2 separate regions of the Mus musculus genome follow, and region 1 is linked to region 2. The links are chromatin contacts, called in public HiChIP or PLAC-seq maps. All regions are on one chromosome and are shown on one strand. Each heading gives the region's core, a stretch centred on a gene start, on an enhancer-like site or on the middle of the called end of the contact. The rest is flanking DNA. Distances are from core to core; before and after follow the strand shown. Region 1 has its middle 120 kb from the start of Gm36201. Region 2 holds the start of Ptprm (protein tyrosine phosphatase, receptor type, M).

Region 1 (6,006 bases), core at 8-2,507, 160 kb before region 2:
ACAGATTCCCTGGGGTGTGTGTCTGTTCCTGTGTATATGTGTGTGTGGGTGTGTGCATGTGTGCATGCATGTGGGAGGACATGTGTATGTTTGTGTGTATAAATGCATGGGTGTGTTTGTGTGCATGTGGACATGGAAGTGTACATCTGTGCAGTCGAGTATGCATGCGTATATGTGTGTGTATGTGTTTGTGTGCGTATGTGTTGTGGATATATGTGTGTGTGTATTGTGGGCATGTATGTGTGTGCCTTTTTGTGCATGTGCATGTGTGTGCATGTATGTGCGTGCCTGTATACACACAAATGCAATCAAGAATCCTTCTCTAGAGAAGCACACCCCAGATAGAGAGGTGGACCACAGGTGAACACATGCTTACATGTGACCTGGTCTAGTTTTTCCTTTTCTCTGCAAGAGGCAAGGAAACATTAAAGAAAAACAAGAGCTTTAAGTACAGAGAAGACGAAATTAGAGGATGCCTGAATGTGCTGGGGCCCTCAGAGACCCATATCTCCCTAACTCCAGACTTAGCCCCTCAACCAAGACCATGCCCTGCCAAGGTCACTGTCCTGAGGCCCACTGTGTCTCATCTGCAGCTTTCTCATGGACTCTCAGCCACCCAAGAGCTGACATGGGAAGGTCACACTAAGGACTTACTCTAGGTAGGCTGTTCCTGAGGCACAGATGAGGAAAAACTGAGCAAGTGGACCCAGTGTCTCCTGCCTGGGGAGAAGCAGCGTGTTCCAGCAAGGGTACCTGGTCACTGTTGCCAGGCTACATGAGCAGGATGCAGTAGCAGATGTCAGAAAACCCATCTGATGCTGTCCTGGGAGGGAGTGCATGCAGAAGAGCAAGAAGTGAGCCTTAGGGAAAGATGTCACTTTCTCCCAGCTGCTGCCAGGAGGGGCTGGGTCCAATTCATGACAGGCATGTCTAGCTATGCCAAGTTTTACACAAACATCTTATGTATTGTTTAAATCAGAGACAGTGGCAGATAGAGATATATTTCATCCAGCTGTTTGTACAGGACTTAGCCCTATTCTATCTCAAACAATGTTCATTGTTTTAAGTCTTTATATCCCAAAGTTGTTCCTATGCGTATCTGCAGGGGAAAAAAGTCCTGTTCTGATAGTGTTTTGAGCCTGGACTGACTCTGTTGTGTCTCAGGAAGAGGAATGAGATAAACAGCCCAGGGGAGCTGGGGACAGGCTCTGAGTGAGCAGAGGCCAGCCCTTAAGTTACCAGGCAGGTCTGTGCTGAGTGCAGCCGAGGGGAGAGCAGCTTTTCCGGAGGTGTCCTGGCAAATGGACCAGGTGGAGGAAGAGGAAGAGGCGGGGCTTCCGGTTTATATGTGTCTCCTCCTGAAGTAGGGTCCACTGGACCCTGGCAGGAAAAAGATGGCCTTGTCTGATAGGAATGCTATTTCATTGTTTGGAACAATGCATTAGGGTCTTGGTAAACGGCGGGGCTTGAACTCAAATGTTTTGTTGAGTTACTAAAACCGGTTATGATGTGATCCTGCCCCCATTAGGGTAGAACCTAGCTAAATGGTGTATGAAGCAATTGCTGTTTGGAAAATGTCAAAAATTACAAGAAGTGTGGAGTTATTTGTGTGTGTGTGTGTGTGTGTGTGTGTGTCTGTGTGTCTGTGTGTCTGTGTGTGTTTACAGGGATTTCTGAAACACTGAGGAGCAAAGAACAAATGGTATATGGAGAAAAGAAGGACAGAATCCATTTATGGTGGGACCCCATCACTATCACTATCCAAGTATGGAAAAAATCAGTTAGTCAGGCACACGAGCAGCCTGCTGATGCTGGAGAGAGAAAAACACATTGAACAACGTAAGTGTCTAGGCAGATTTGGCAGCAAGGGCTTGGAGACCAAAAGTGGGGAGTCAAACCACACCTTTTCTCCCTGATCAAAAGGAAGTGGCTAAAGGACACTCCCTAGGCCTGGTTCCTCTGACTCCTACTAAGAAGGGAAAGGGGCTAACAGAGCCTGCCTGCGTCCTCAGACACAGGAGAGAGGAAAAGACAAATCAAACCAGCAAATGGTTAAAAAAGGACAGACCAGAGATGAAGACAGCATCAAATTCGGCGGTTGTGGGGAGTCAGAGCAGGAGCTGGTGAGACCAGAGAGGCACGGGGGCTGAGAGATGGATGCTGTCTCCTGATGGCTCATACTGGGTCCTTGGGTGACAATAACAGGCAGACACCTGGGGTTTCCCACCAAGGTCCCTTCATGCTGTGGCCACTGTGCCCCTTAGACATCCGGAAGTGAAGCCACCACTGTGTATCTCCTCTTATGTGAAGTAATTCAAGTCATTTAAGTGAAATATATTTTTGAACATTCTTAGGTATAAATTTCACACCTTTTGGGGAGCTGGGGCTCAGATGCCTTCTAGGAAGGCTCAAGTGGTCTTTCTTCTTTGTCAGGGGTGGGGGTGTTTGCTCAGCAGAAACCAGGTGCATATGTGCTTACCCTTCATGCGCACTGGTGATGGGAGCCAGCTGGGTGAGAAAGGATCATGGCCTCCACCAACAACAGTGATTACATTTGAAAGTGGGAAGACTCCTGCTGGATTCCCCCATGGCCGAGACAGATAAGAAATGGGCAAGACAGAAGATGACCACAGTGGATCTGTCTGGGTTTGACTTTACCTCACAAACCATGCCAGGTCTTAAAGGTTACAACGGCTTCACATGATCTCTCATGGACAGCATAGTTCTATTGAACTCAAATCTGTAGACTGTGCCTTGTTTATGTTATTGATCAAGCAGGTCAAAGGGCTGCTTGGATCCAAGCACCCATGTTGCTATCTATATTCTCTCTGCCTGGCTTCCTCACCTGAAGCTCAGCTCTCATCTACTCTACCCGAACCTGCCTGTCAGCCACTCTTCCCACCCTGTAAGCTCTTCCTTGTTCACCCTGACCTCAGGAAGTTGATCTGCTTGCAAAGTCCCCTGCTCAGGGGGCTTTCTGTGCTGTAGACACTTTGCCAAGAGTCACAAGAAATAAGTCCGGACAGGTGTGCTGCCGGCTTCCAGGAAAGCTTGCCACCTGTTTCCGTTCCGTGTACCTGTTCTCAAGACATGGCTGGTCCCTTTACAGAGGATCACATGAGGTGGAGCTGAAGAGAACACGACAGCCCACAGCACACAGTGCACTGGCTTGTGTTTACTACGTGGATTCTCTTTGCTTTGTATAGTAATAGCAATGACACACCCCTTACAATGATTAAAGTAAGGGGTAAATGAGTAAAGTCCGTCACTGCCTTCTTTTGGGCACACAATCTTCCTAACTCTGTTTTTTTTTTTTTTTCTTTTCCACTTTTGAAAGAGACAGAGCAACAATTTAGTATGCTTTTCTCTTCACACACCACTAGAAAGGTGACAGGGCAAAGACAATGACCAACAAAACAAAACAAACAAACAAACAATAGATTCTACTCTGGGACAGCTTTAGGGAGTGGCAGGACCAGCAATGAACTGGACTGTGATACTCCAACTGGAACATTTAAAAGTCTTCATCAAATTTCCTGTAATTTTAAACTATGCTCTAGACACAATCAGTTAACCTTTGAAGTAATCTTCAAATTATTAGAAACCCACACTTCAGGGATGGTTGATATCCACTTAGAAGGCCCTGACCAGAAGTTTTCATTCATAAACACTTTAAATATTGTTATCTGAACTGGCATTTAATGGCTCATTAATAATCCTCAGGGTGAGTATTCTCACACTGGTCCTTGGTCTGTCACTGTGGCACATGTTCTGGCTACTGGGAAGTGTCAACTGCTTCCAAAGCCAAACGCCAGAGAAACCTCATAAGGAGAAGCACACGGGAATCAAGAAGGGAGGCTGCCCTCCCTCTATGTCCATAAGCATTGTCTGCGGACCAAATAGTTCCACATTCCGGTAGCTCAGCACCTGCAGAGACCACTTTGGATCTGGAACTCTGGTCAGCCACTTCTAGGATGATAATATCACATGATTCCTCCAGAAGGGACTTGGATGCGAGCCCTAGTCTTGCTTTCCTATCAGGGAAACCTTTTGTAAACACTGTTTTCCTGGGTGTCCTTGGAAACGAGAGCATGGCCTTCTCAGAAGGCCTGGCATGGTGGCCTGGCCCCTTACATATGCCATCTGATGTCTATTTACGGTTTCCAGGTCAGTTATGCTTGCCCGGAAGCCCCGTGTGATTCGACCTGGTTTTTAAGGAAGCTCTACAAATCCACATTTTTTTATGTAAAAATCCTCAATTGGTAAATATTAGCCGATGAATTAGCCCCGTGTCCTGGGGTCAGATAGAATCCACACCTGTGCAACCTTACTCCCTTCATTTAACTATCTTGTGCCTCTGTTCCCTTGTGCAGCAAATGGGAGGGTTGACTAAGAGGTCGTATTTAACAGTATACAGGGGCTCAGACGCACAGCAAGTACTGTGAGTCAAGAATATAAAAGTAAGCTAGTCAATTTCTGCCAGCATGATCTAAGGGGCCACTCTTTCTGACACCTCCCAACCCCCACAGCTATCCTTTGCACAGTCTGTTAGCCTCCCTCCCTCAGCTAACCCACAGAGGACAGGCCTGGAGTGGGATGGGATTGGGGTGGGGGAGTAAGACCTGAAAGAAACAGCTCTGGAAGAAGTGGCTTTGTTAGTGGACACAGCGTGTCTCCTAGAGGAGATCCTCCTGCCCTCTGTTGGTCAACTGTCAGGAGACTAGAGGCAAATACACATACTGCCAATGCTAAGCCCCTGAATCTGATTCAGTCCAGCTCTGGGCGCAGGGTGTGTGTGCAATAAAATGTTGACTTCTGTGAACACAGTAAACACATATGCTCCTGTGAGCCTACACACCAGCTGCCTCATCTGGAAGCCATCTTGTCCTGGAGAGAAAACAGGCCCAAAACTTTGGCATGAGAAGTGCTAGGAATTAACACACTGATGTCTATCTATCTCAGCCTGACGCCCTGAACACAATGTTGAAGCACTGATGATAGCTCTTCGTTTCCCTCTAAACCATCCCGCCTGGTCTCGTGTGAAGTGCAGGAGTCTGAAGCTTGGGCACTGGCAAGGGATTGCAGCACCCACTGTGTAGGCAGCCATGTTGTTCTGCCCTTTTGTGTCTGCGAACTGAAGAAGGGAAGGAGGGGAGTAGAGGAAAAAGAAATAAGTAACCCATTCTCTAGTAGGTAGTGGGAGGCAGGACATCCCAGAGAAGACTTCCTGCTCTTCAGCAAACAGCAGGATGTCCCATCCATTCCTATAAAAGCCACACATGAAGGAGGAATGGTGAGTTGTGGGGCTCCATTTTGTACCTACAAATGCCTCTTTGCATATGATCAGAGCTTCAACGAAGGCAACGGCAGCCAAAAAACTGGTTTATACCTTTTGACCTTTGACAGGGTGATGTAGCTGTCCTCTTGGTACTCTGGGTCCTGAGAGACTCAGGCAGAGTTTTTGGAGGCTCTGTAATACGTTCAGTAAGCTGAGCTGATTCTGTCATCCTTTGTTCTTACTCTTGATCCTCTCATTCAGTGACCTAAGCTCATTAAATCCACAGCACTCCTGCTACAGGGATAAAGTCAACAGAAAGGGCTGTGCCTCTACCCTTCCCAAACCAAGCACTTCCCACCACAGCCAGTCCCACATGGGAGGAGTCTTGGTTCATGAGACCTACTTGGCTTCTTGGGCACAGTGTCTTCAGTGGAAAGGGAAATTGCCCCCAAAGAACAGACTTCCCCCAAATCCAGTGTCTCTCGTGAATAGTTACTTATACAAGCCCAGACTAGACCATTCTGCCTGGAAAACAATTCCCAGGGAAAAAATGTTTATAACATCTAATTTGGCTCAATTTCAACTCAGTACACATACCTAATTGATTCAAAGACCAGCCTTCACAGTCAATCTGCTGGGGCTTGCACCCTGAACCCTCTTTCTAGCTGTGTAATGTTATCTGCTATTTTCCGTGGGCTACGAAGCTATGTGCGTACAGAAGTCTAGTC
Region 2 (5,878 bases), core at 974-3,473:
AGTGGTTAGACTGAACAGAGAATTCTCTACAGATGAAAACACAAGTCAAAGACAAGTTCCCTGGGAAGGCTCCTGCAGGGACAACCCCATGGGAAGGCCCTGCTTTCTTTTTATTTAGACCAAAGGTGGCTTTGAGGCAGTAAATAAACAGGGCTCCCAGGAATCAGAGGGTGCCACAACCAAACCCCCGTCATTCTTTAAAGCATGGACTGGAAATAGTGCAGTTAGCTCAGAACTGTCACCTGTAAGAACAGAGGGACAGCTGAAACTCACAGAGCCCCCAGGAGGTTTTAAGTCCTGAGGGAAGAAATGCTTTCTGTGGAGAACTAGGGTAGACTGTGGTGACAGCAGTTAGATACCTAAATCCAGGGGGGCTGAGTTGACATCCTGTTCTCAAGTACACCAGACACTGTCCTCATTCTGTCCCTAGTCTCTTTTCTCTCCTTCTTGGGAATCACCTCAAGTCAAAGTCACCCTAGCCCAGGGTCTGTTTCTCAAGGAGCCACCAGCCCAAAACAGCCTTCAGCAGTTAGCACAATGCCTCCTCTGTGGTTTGCAGTAATTGTATTGTTGGGGAGGGGGAGGGCAGCAATTGGAATGTAAAAAAAAATATTAATTATTAATTAAAGAAAGAATTGACACATAATTAAGAATTGACGCATGTGAGGAATGGAGTTTTACATGATATCAATCTCTTCATCCAACATAAAGATGTTACGGGAAAGCAATGAGAGCGCAGTTGGTTTTTACCTTTTTTACGGATGCACCCACAAGCATCAAAATGGGGTGGGGGGTGTGTCTGTCACCGTTCGCTTTTAAAAAGCAAATCTCAATTATCTTATAAGGTATAATTTCATCAAGAAAATCAAGTGGCGGATTAAACCTCTGTCACTTGTTGATCCTTTTGAATTAAGTATGAGACTTCAAAAATTCCCTTCCAAGTTCAGGAGAAGCCCAGCAGGCTCGTTTTCAGATAAAGGCTAGTGGCGGCATAGGATAGTGGCAAGTGAATGGTTAACACTGAGATTTATGAATGGAAGGCCTCATGAGGACTCCTGCCTGAAAACAAGCTGGTCTTGTGTTTGGTCTGGAAGACATAAAAGTACTGGGTCACATATGTCCTGGGAGATGATCGCAAACGTCATCTTTGGCCGGTTCTGGGGCCACCAGAGAGCCTTAAACCAGAGGAGTGGGAGAGTCACTTATTTCTTTGGTCTTTAAAGCACCACTAAGCAGCCAAAGACAGTGTAAAGGTCCCCCAGGGAAAGCAATGTAAGAGCTCTTGTTGAGCACTAACCTACTTGCATGTATCACAACACAAATTGGGATCTTAGTTTAACCAGCATGGCCCGCAGTTAGCTTGGTAAATAACCTACAGGTGCCCTAATGGCTGTACTCTGAGCAAGATGAAGAACGGCTTTTAAAAATAAAATAAAATAAAATAAAATAAAATAAAATGAAATAAAATCTTGAATTTGAGTTTTAATTTAATCATTAATAGCGTTTGTGTTCACTTAATAAAATAGTCGTCTCAGACCCCAAACGGCAAATTAAAATGTTTCAAGACACTCTCCATTTGCACCAGCTGCAGAAATCCTCGGTTCTGCCCAATCCATGGTTCCATGCAACTGCTGTCTTCCTAGCTCCGGGCCGCACTGGCGGCGACACCACGCAGTGGAGCGGCAGAAGCGCATCCTGCTTCTCAGGCGCGGGGCTCGGGCACAGAGGCTTGTGTGTCCCTTGAAAGCAGCAGATCAAGCGGCCCTGGGCGCTGGCGGCTCTGGCTTCTTCCTGGTCGGCGCTCGCAAGCCAGCCGCCACCGCCACCGCCCGGGACACTACCGCCCCGTGCCTGGCGCGCTCCAACTACTCGCCGTCCGTGACCCGGGACAAACTTCTGGCTGGGGCGCGGTCCCTGTCCCCGAGGCCAGCGTGGGAAACCCGAGGCGCTGCGGAGGCGAGCTAGGGTCGAGGGTGGCGCCCCGGGAGGTTGCTCCTGCCCGCCGGGTCCCGCCCGCATCTTGCTGGTGGCCGCCCCACAGAGCCCGCAGGCGCCGCGCAGGCCGAGCTGGCCCGGGGCCGGGGACACGGGCGCTCGCGCCCTCTAGCGGGCCGCGGCGGCTCCGGCCCGGCCGTGACGTGGGCTCCTTCCAGCCGGCCTGCGGGGCATCGCCAGTCAGTCGCGGAGCAGGAGCCCCGCGCGCAGCCTGCGCGGGCTCGGCCATCGGCGCGCCACTGCCGGAGGTGGCTGGGGCTGTGGGAGAGGCGGCGGGCTACAAGCGCGCGATCACAGCCACGGCCACGGCCACGGCGCCGCGGGCGGCTCGGTCCCGATTAGGGGTAGCGCTTAGGCGGGCTCATCACCGGATCCCAGCGAGGATTTGGGCTCCGCGGGCGCGCCCTCCGCTCTCTCTCCCCGTGGCGCCAGACTCTAAGCGGGGGCCAGCGGGAGGGCAGGAGGATCCAGGACGCCGTCCCCACGCCCGGGAGCCGCGGGACTTCGGACTTGTGCAACTGTTGTCACTTTGGGGTCTGGTGTTTCGCTGCTGTCGCGTCTACCCTGGCAGCCTGCAGCTTAGGCTCGGGTCTCCCTTGGCTTCCCGAGGCTACCGGCCGCCGCCGCCCCGAGGCGGCCCGGCGCGTACTCAGCACCATGAGGACACTTGGGACTTGCCTGGTGACTTTAGCTGGACTTTTGCTAACTGCGGCCGGAGAAACATTTTCAGGTAAGCGAGACACCACTACCGTTCCCGGGGCGCCTGGGACGTAGGCGACACCCGGGTGGGAGAAGTCCGAGGCGAGCTTCAGGGCCGGGCAGGGGCAGGGAAGACCCGGCATCGCGTAGCGGGTGAGCCGGGCTGGCGGATGGCCGGAGGAAAACAGCTGTGGAGCCACGGAGCCCGTACAGTACACGCAGGAGCCCGCAGGACAAGCACGGGCGCAGAAACAGGGACCTCCATCTCGGCCCCTGTACCCTCAGGGCCTGGACTTGTGCATGGGGGCTCAGTGTTCTTGGGCGGCCTGGGCAGGAAGGGCAGAAAACTTTGCCTAAAGTTCCCAGCTGTAGCCGCCGGGAGTAGGCGCTGAGCGGGCCTCTCGACCCTGGAGGCAGCCGCGGTGGACTGCCAGTGCTCAGCTGAGCTTGCGGCGAGCGTCAAACCTAGAGGTGTAGCTGGCGACCACCCCAAACTTGACATCCCTGCCGCCCCCTGCCCGGCGCGGTGGGCGACCTCAGCGGGTCCCCTCTGTGGCGCGGCTTCGCTGTGCCAGCGTTCCCTTTCTGCACCGCGGGAGGTTTCTGAGATCCTAGAGGAATCTGCTGCTCCCCAAGCCCTCGCCACTGTGGCTGAGCGCCCAGATTCCATCCTCGGCCTCCCTAAAGGTGTGCAGCCCGGGTCCGGACAACTTGCTAACCCAGCTCAGCTGCGCGGGGGTCCTAGCTGAAAGGAGGGGGCACGTACTGGCTGTGTGCATCAAGCCAACCGGAGGCTGTGCTCACCCAGGCTTCGCGAGCCTTGAGGAGCTCTTGGTGTAGACAGAGGGATCTGGACCAGAGTCAGGGGTCAGGAGCAAAACCGAAGGTGGGTGGCACAGAGTAGCAGGGCTTCTGGTATCTTCTGTCCCAGGAGGACGCACGTGGATGCTTGGCAAACGCTGACAACACGCGCACACTGCCTCGTGTTTATTAGTTTCACGAATGTCCACACACAATGGTGGCAGTGGAGTGTTACCTTTCTCTTTTAATAAAAAGGGCCGCATTTAACCTTGAACAAGAATTGCAAAATGGGGTTTTATGTGTTTTCGGGAAGGCTGAATAAATTTGTTTTAAAAAAGAATATTGGTGAAAGGAACTTTCATGAAAGTAAGGAGTACCATTTACAGACATTAAAGCCACATAGACCTCTGGCCAGTGGAAGCATCAGGTTTGCCTTTCTGGGCATCCTGGGATGCTAGTCCTTTGTATTCATAGGCACGGAATAGGCACATAGGTTACATCAGGCTTGGTGCTGAGCAGCAAGACCCTTGCGCATAGTTGGTGGTAGAGAGGGAGAGGAGCTGCTACTCAGCTGTGCAATGTGTTGAACGAAACCCAAACTGACAACTTCGGTAGAGAAACGCGCTTCCTCTAGCTTACTTACTTTCTCCCTAACAGTGTGGCCATCTCACTGCAGATGAGGTGTTGATGCAGGCACTCACAGCTGTCTGATAAAAAGTGGATACAGATTTTGGCTGTATTCTTATTAGTAAATAATAAAGTAAACGTGTGTCACTTTGGAAGCCCCGTAACTCGGTATTAAAAGCCAAGTTTGAAGGCCTAGGTGATGTTTTCTCTCTGTTAGCATGCCTAAGTCTCTTAGATGGGGTTTGTTTAAATTTAAGCTGTGTCAAGTGTCATTGTGGCAGAGTCTTAAATCGTGTCTAAGGAGGTGGGCAAAAGTATTTGTATGGTTCAGTGGTATTCTTCTTAAAGATCCTTAAAGGATCCTTTTAACTAGCAAAACAAACTTTAGCTAACATTTACCCTTATTTTCCTCTTGCTGCGGGGGGTGGGGGGGTGGGGTGGGGGAAAGTCATTTCTATTTGTGTTTTGGTATGGATGGAAACACCTTTCCTTTTCTATTTGGAAATCTAGAATTATCCTTGTATGTTAGCGGGGAGAAGGGAAATGAAAGGCTGTGTAAAAACGATTGTTGGGAGATGTTGAAAATGTAAAACTTTGAAGTTGCCAAGGTTCCTGTTTGCAAAACTCAGACTTGTTGCTGGACCTCCCATGGCCCCCTCCCTCAGGCTGGCTTTTGGAAAACAGAGGCTGGGCACTTTCTGCTCTGGGAGGTTGAGGGTTGTACGGTTCATTATGTGCACGTTGAGAAGATTAATTCTGATGCTGTGGCACCAGCATCTCCCTTTCATACAATTCTGCAGTATCTGGCTGTTGTACACTGGTTCAGGAATACAGTGAAACATCCTACTGTAAGCCCTTCCAGGGCTGAGCCCTCCCCTGCCCCATCTTCCCATATAACACTTAATTTAGAATCTTGGACCTAACGCCCGGCACTTACTGTTTATTTTATAAGTTACTAGCGTGAGTCACTCACTGCCTTTGGCAAGCTTTGAAACTGTGTAACTGACTGGCCTGACAGGGAGGGAGGGAAGGAGGGAGGGAGGGAAAGAAGGAGGAATCCCTGACAGACAGTCTTTGCTTATAGCTCAGTGGCAAAGGCCTTGACTTGGGTGCTCAAAGCGCAGGGTTCCATACCCAGCCCCCTTCCCTCCTACAGTTTGAGCTGACATTTTCCTTTTGGTGCCCACCTCATGGATGAAACCATGAGTTTATGCACTCATTTTTGCTGTCCTCCTCCATGGCTTTCCTGCCTCTTAGAATGGGCGTGGAGTTGAGACTCATTACCAATCATTTATAGAAGTGAGGTAGGCTCTTCCCCGCCACCCCCTCTAGATTTTTCAAAATGGACTCAGTATAAGGAAAAAGAATTAAGATTTGGACCCACATGGATTTTATAATCCATGAGTGTTTAACTTAAACATATTTTCCATTTTTTACTCTATCAAATTGCTAGGCAAAATAGCAAAGTTAACTGTCTGTCTTTAGGTTTAGGTTATTAAAAAGGAACAAAAACAACTTCTGTAAAAGGCATATAATAAAGGCAAAAGGACAGGCAAATAACACTGCTTAAGCAACTCTTTTCCATGATGAGGAGCCAAGGAGTTGGCCAGCCATTCCTCTTTGACCCATTTAAAAAAGCCAACTTGTAGTAAAGTTGGGCAGTGAACTGCTTAGTTCTCTACATGGGCTGATGTGTGAAGTTTGGAAAGCTCTGGCTCGCAGACACAGGACAGAGTTAGCTCTTTGTTTCTAGTCA

Evidence for each region. HiChIP or PLAC-seq counts read pairs in DNA pulled down with a chosen protein or histone mark.
Region 1: an H3K27ac HiChIP or PLAC-seq map of heart atrium shows a contact between it and region 2, with 7 read pairs. The contact joins the enhancer-like site here to the promoter of Ptprm in region 2. A contact is called at or near these places in 1 of 484 Hi-C or Micro-C datasets (extraembryonic endoderm stem cells), 5 of 115 datasets of contacts at active chromatin or transcription factors (cardiomyocytes, embryonic stem cells, extraembryonic endoderm stem cells and 2 more) and 2 of 9 other capture datasets (liver and pancreatic islet).

What each region holds. Positions count from the first base shown.
Region 1 is chr17:67,508,147-67,514,152 of GRCm38.p6, reverse strand. No RefSeq gene overlaps it. Among named protein-coding and RNA genes, the nearest start is that of Gm36201, 120 kb to the left of the region's middle. Within about 2 kb of position 1,257, at least 26 of the 459 cell types and tissues checked have an H3K27ac peak or open chromatin away from gene starts, as enhancers often do. A contact at or near this core is called in extraembryonic endoderm stem cells and heart atrium, where this site is marked.
Region 2 is chr17:67,350,804-67,356,681 of GRCm38.p6, reverse strand. It overlaps Ptprm (protein tyrosine phosphatase, receptor type, M), which reads left to right and starts at 2,223. Exons shown (of 31, transcript NM_008984.2): 1 at 2,223-2,725. The coding sequence starts at 2,653.